2 separate regions of the Sus scrofa genome follow, and region 2 is linked to region 1. The links are chromatin contacts, called in public HiChIP or PLAC-seq maps. All regions are on one chromosome and are shown on one strand. Each heading gives the region's core, a stretch centred on a gene start, on an enhancer-like site or on the middle of the called end of the contact. The rest is flanking DNA. Distances are from core to core; before and after follow the strand shown. Region 1 holds the start of TSPYL4 (testis-specific Y-encoded-like protein 4). Region 2 overlaps TRAPPC3L (trafficking protein particle complex subunit 3-like protein).

What was found. HiChIP or PLAC-seq counts read pairs in DNA pulled down with a chosen protein or histone mark.
Region 2: a contact with region 1 is called in an H3K27ac HiChIP or PLAC-seq map of alveolar macrophages. The contact joins the enhancer-like site here to the promoter of TSPYL4 in region 1. A contact is called at or near these places in 3 of 5 promoter capture datasets (fetal skeletal muscle, liver and skeletal muscle), 7 of 47 Hi-C or Micro-C datasets (embryonic fibroblasts, liver, omental adipose tissue and 2 more) and 2 of 2 datasets of contacts at active chromatin or transcription factors (alveolar macrophages and skeletal muscle).

The regions. Positions count from the first base shown.
Region 1 is chr1:81,891,985-81,894,971 of Sscrofa11.1, forward strand. It overlaps TSPYL4 (testis-specific Y-encoded-like protein 4), which reads right to left and starts at 1,659. Exons shown (of 2, transcript XM_005659397.3): 1 at 1-1,659. The coding sequence starts at 1,034.
Region 2 is chr1:82,123,210-82,126,151 of Sscrofa11.1, forward strand. The region is part of intron 3 of TRAPPC3L (trafficking protein particle complex subunit 3-like protein); the gene reads right to left. All of the region lies in intron 1 of FAM26D (protein FAM26D), which reads left to right. Among named protein-coding and RNA genes, the nearest start is that of FAM26D, 15 kb to the left of the region's middle. Within about 2 kb of position 1,407, at least 37 of the 83 cell types and tissues checked have an H3K27ac peak or open chromatin away from gene starts, as enhancers often do. A contact at or near this core is called in alveolar macrophages, fetal skeletal muscle, liver and 3 more, where this site is marked.

The DNA.
Region 1 (2,987 bases), core at 409-2,908:
TTGAACTTGCAGCCTGCTCTGGGGTGTTTAAGCTCCTCCACTTCCAAATTGATCATGTACCTCATCATGTCTTCATCTTGGCCACTGATCATAGGTGACAGCTGGGGGTGGTTGCGAAACGCAGTGACCCAGAAACCTGGGATATTCTGGATAATGAAACTTCTGCGCTGCATATGGAGCCTTCGCATACGGCCAAACTTGCGCTCCAGCTGAAGGAAGGCCCTGTCAGCCTGGGCATTTACATTTGACAGCTCCTGATCGATGGCCTCCAACGAATCCATGCAGTTATTGATCTTCGGGGCCCTGGCCCGGGTCTCCTCTTTCGCTCCTCCTACCACTTTTTTATCCTTCAGCATCACCTTCTTTTCCTCTACCACCTCCTCTGCTACTCCCTCCTTTTCAGCCGCCGTTGAAACAGTGCCCTTTTTCATCATCATTTCCTTGGCCTTGGCCCCAGGTATCATCTGAGACCCCAAACGCCCTGCGCCACAGGCTTCTAGAGCCTTCTCCACAGCAGGGATGCGCAGCTCTCTACGCTGACAGCCATTTTCCTGGCTACTGTCAGCTGCTATGGAGGCGGAGGCAGAGGCTGCTTCCAGACCCTCCGTAGAAGCCGGAGCCTCTTTCTGGCCGGCTTTGGTCGCTACACGGCCGCGATTCCCAGCAACTCGAACGCGGAGCGCAAGGCCACAGCCCGCGGGGTCCCGGGGTTCACCTCCCTCTGCAGCGCTCTGCAAGCCGCTCTCACCTGAGTCCGCCATCACCAGGGTCGCCTCGCTTTCCTCGCCCTGACACTGCTTTGGGTTCGGATGTCCCGGGGCATGGTCGGGAGTAGCGGGGCCGCAGGTTTGAGCGACAGGGAGATTGTCGCCCTCATCCAGGCCGCTCATTTTGGTAGAAGTCAGACCTGCTGCAGGAGACCGTCCGTTGTCCTCCGCAGAAGCCCCGCTCCGCCCCTCGCACCACCCCTCTTTTCCACTCTGAGGGATGCTGCTATGGCAACCTGCGACGTCAGGGCTGTAGCGTTTTAACATCGCGCGACAATTCGCTGCGCCTTCTTATTATGCTGCACTGTCAAGGGTATTCCTTTGTCTGTTAAAAAATATTACGCATTTCATCAGTCTGTAAAAGATCTGACTTACATAAAAGGATGCAGACCAAACTCAAGCAAGTGAGAACTGTGTTACTGTGGATTTCTAAGGCTCTGAATTAATGTCTAGCATCTAAGCTATTGTCTTTTAAAATACCGAAGACCTAAGAAAGGTTAACTTTAGTCTTTTCAGGTCAGTTCACAGGGGCTTCTCTTGCATAGTGTATTCGGCAATTCACAGGCCTTCTTTAACATACGGATTCATTGCTATTACTAAGGAATTGAGATGAGCAGATTTTGACTTTTGCTGTGTTGTGATGATTTTTAAAAATTAGGAGCAGTGAAAAGGGAACTGTCTTTCCTCCTAACAAGACATAATAAAAGATTATTTCAATTTGCGTTGAGATCTTAAAGTTTATGTACTTTGGCAAACACCTACGAAGCAATTGGGCAATTTTTACTCTTCACCTTTAATTTAAGTAGCAAAATGTATTTTCCTTTTTTAGAGGTGACCCACCAATGTGCAGGGGGACGAATGCAGCCTTTAAGCATTACTTCGAAGAAACTTAATCTCGGGGGATTTTGATTTCTAAAAGTAAACATACTTTATATTGCTTGTCTTCAGGTTATCATCTTAAACTGAAGAGAGTTCCTGCTTCATAATGATGGTGGGCATGAAGCCAGCAAATATTTGCCAAGATGTTCTTCTGTGATAATTCACTGCAGGGCAGAAACCATAATCAACTGTTTACAAGCACTGAAGCTGTTCTCTCAATTAAAATATTTTAAATAACATTTAAAATATTAATGCTAATGTATTTATTTAAGAAAAAAATGTTTATTCAGGTTAGTTCACATGATTCATTTGATAGTGATGTCACTACTATCTGTTTTGTTCGTTGAAGTGTGAAAATACTGGTGTTAATGCTTAGGAAAATGCAAGAAAGAAGGAAAACTTAAATTTTGCCTATTTTTAACATCTTAAATTCATATTAGAAAAATGATTATAACTCTTTGTAATAGAGACTCCACTACAAAGCACCCCAGATTATGATCACTTTCAAATAAGAACTCAGAAGAGAGTCCAGTGAGAAGTAAGGATTTAGGGGAAATGGGTTTCAAGAAAATCAGCAGTTATATTGAGACTTCTAGTGGGGGCAGTAGTGCAGAACTGGTCCAGCCCAGAACAAGGTACTGATGGAAAGACACAGGCAGGCATTACAGAGAAACAGCCTGTCATGCAGCTTCATAGTTTATCTAGCTCACAAAGATTTTCCAAAGATTTCATAAACAAGATATTTTTTGTACCCTTAGTCAGTCTTCTCAACTACACTGTCCAGATTGACTGCTGCCAGCTAGTCAGTTATCTCATTTTTTTAGATGTGCGAACAAGTCTCTCTTCCCAAGACTATAATTATCTTTCTCTCCCTTCTTTCCTCTTTCAATAAATCCTGTTTTCACCTTTGTGAGGTGAAATCAATCTACTGTTTTACCTCTTTATGAACAAGGAAACGGTGTGCTACAATTTTGTGACTTTTGAGTTATTCTTTGACACTACTATGAATCTTTCCTAAAGACTCTTTGCACTGTTGAAGGATTGTCTTGGGTTATGAGCTAAGGGGCAGAGAAGGAAATGCTAAATGAAAGTTAACTTTGCCATATAGGAAAGAGTTTGTTATTTGCAACAAAAAATTAGAAACATAAGGCTACTACCTGTGAATTTTTCTCTTGTAGATACCAATTTTTTTACTGTGTAATACAAGTTTTAAAGGTTATACCACATTTAGTTATAACAAAATATTGGCCATATTCCCTGTGTTGCACACTACATCCTTGTAGCCTGTCTTACACCTCATAGGTTGTACCTCCCACTCCTCTACCCCATGTTGTCCCTCCT
Region 2 (2,942 bases), core at 157-2,656, 230 kb after region 1:
TTCATCCAAGTAAGTTATGCAATAGACATAAAACCAAAAATCTCCAATGGAAAGTTAGGACAGCCTAGACTTCTATGTGTGGAGGTATCTGGAAGACTGAACACTGCCCCCAGAATATCTTTGGTAACAGTGCCATGGAGACAAGATGCCTAGAGAAAGCCGGTTTTCCCATAAGGCTCGATCATGAACTGGGAGTGGAAGATGGACATTCCTAAGTAAGAAGAGATAACTTGCAGAATTTACTGAGCATTGAGCCTTAAGAGATACTTCTCTCTGACTAAAAAAAAAGGAATGTTACAATAACGCAGTTGTTATAAAAGTTTACGGGTCATTTTCCTGCAGGTGCCTTGCCTTCATAATGGAAATCTGTCACAGGTAATGGATGCAGTCTTTTGGGTTAGACCTCATCAGTCTGCAGAATCCACAGGCCTTGTGGTTATGCACACAAGCTTTTCCACAAAAGAAAACATCCTACGTGCTTTTCTTCTTTCACCCCTCCCAGGGGTACAAAGGGGAACAGATCCAGTGTGTGGGTGTTTATATAAGGCAGTTCTTGCCTGCTCAGAGGGGGGAATTAAGCCTAAATGGATCTGTTTGTTTCAACCAGTTTCTTATTTCTAATAATTCAGTTGCCATATTTCTGGACCAAATGGTAAGTATTTTCAAAAGATTTTATGTGTTCCTTTTGCTGTTGATCCTTATTTAAAAAATACTGAGACTTTCATGACTACAAAGGGATTTTCTTTCTTTTTAATTTTTTCCACTCCCATCTTCCCTGCTCAAAAATGTTACTAAAGAGGAAAATGGCCTGACATTCAGCTAACTGTGAGGCCAGCCTTCTCTGGAATGCTGTGTGATGTGTGCTGTGACGTCTGTGGAATTCCATCCGTGTTTATCTAGGGCTCCCACTGATTTTAACATCGTTTGTTGGGAAATGTGGAATAAGTAAAGAAATTCGGTTGGCCCCTACCACTGAATTGTGAGTTAGCATTTGAAAAGTAGTAATTAACAGCAAAGTTAAATGTTCTTGGGAGTTCCCAACCTGTCTCAGCAGTAATGAACATGATTAGTATTTATGAGGATGCGGGTTTGATTTCCGGCCTCGCTCAGTGGTTAAGCCTTGCCCTGAGATGCGTTGTAGTTTGCAAATGCGGTTCGGATCCTACGTGGCTGTGGCTGTGGTGTAGGCTGGCAACTGTAGCTCTGATTTGACCCCTGGCAACTTCCGTGTGCACGGGGCGGCCCTAAAAAGACAAAAAGACAAAAAAAAAAAAAAAAAAAAAAAAAAAAAAAGTTCTATCTAAGCCTATTCATCTGTAATCTGATTAGCTTCCGAGGCTGAGGCTCCCGGCGCTTTAGCCCTGGCCCCGCCCCTGCCTGCTCTGCACTCAGAAGCCCTAGGACCTGGTCTCCAGCTGCCACACCATCTGTTGTGAAAACGACCCTCCAGGTCTGCCCAGACTCTTCTGATCAAAGACGAAGCTCGGGGTTTGACTTCTCCTCACCCCTTCAGTTCCTTGCGGAAGTCACAGGGAAGGAATGCCTGGCTTCCCCATTCCAGGACGTCCATTTCCCATTTAAGTCCTCTGCTTGAGGGTGGGAGGCCTCTACCAGAATAGCTAAATCCTCAAACATCTCTTTATAACTTATTCTAGTATAAAACATTGGCAAGATACCTAAATATTTTAGAATGGGGGGGGTGTCTTTGTAACTACCCGCCTCTGTTGTAAGCACCAGCATCAGTTAGCTGTCTGATGGAGGGGACATTCGTGGTACTCATCCTGGATCCCCTCCTTTCCCACCCTGCAGCGTCAAGATCCCTGGCAGGTTGTCACTGAGTTGTCTGAGGTGGACAGATTGGAGCTGAGTGGAGAGGGTGGCCTCCATTGGTAGGAGAGCTGAAGGAGGAAGGCGGAGCCAGGGCATATTAGCATCAGGTGATGCCCATCACTAGGCGGCGCAGTGCTGTGCTCCCAGTCCTGGAGCGGTGAAAGCAGCAAGCAGTTACCTTCTGAGGGGATCATCGCAGTGCTAACCAGCCCTCCCTCTCAGTGAGAGATTTAATAAAGGGCAGGCGTTGCCTGCAATAAAAATGCTCTCTCTATTTTATGCCATTCAGGCTGCATCTCTTCGTCTATCCCTTTAAGTAAGGAGTGTGTAAAAGAAAGGGATGTGCGTCTGTGAGCCTGGAGGGATGGGGGTGGGGGGCGGGTTTGGTGGTGTGTGAGGTGAGGCAACTTTAAAGCTGAGATTTAAATGTTCATCCTAGTAAAAGAAAAACGCTCAAAGGGCAGACAAAAGCCTCCCCATTTTGAGCACAGGCTTATATCGACGCAATCTGAGTGTCATGTACCGTACTTGGGCACACTCCATTTAGGCTTTCACGCAGAATTGTGAAATACGGTGACTTTGGGGCAAAGTGTTTCTTTAAAAAAGTACCTTGTTTAGAAAATGAAGGAAGCCAAATGTAATCAGAAAAAAAGAAAAGAGGAAAGTAAAATACAGAAGCATAAGGAACAAAACTGTTTTTAAGAGAGAAATACTCTAAAATATACTGATGTCTCTGACTTGAATGGCCTGGTTCAAATTAGTTTCACCTGGCAGTTTTCCTATTCACCTAAAAAAAGTCAGGTCATCTCTGGTAACATTCTCTGGAAAAAACCACAGAATGCCAAGAGAAAAGACTGCAAGAGATTGAGAAAAACAAAAGCAAAAGCCCCATAGGATTAGAGGACCAGAACTTTTATGATTGGTTCCTTTGTAAGAAATTCAAAAGAAAAACCTAACACCATCTAGTGTTGAATTTTTCTTTGGAAAATGTGGTTATCTCTCTTCCACCAAAGCATCCTTCTGAGTTTACTGTTTTGAGAAATGTCTGCCCCTCTCTTGCTAATCGTCTAAAATACGTTAAACTAACAATGTGGTTTCACTTGGACTGCTTC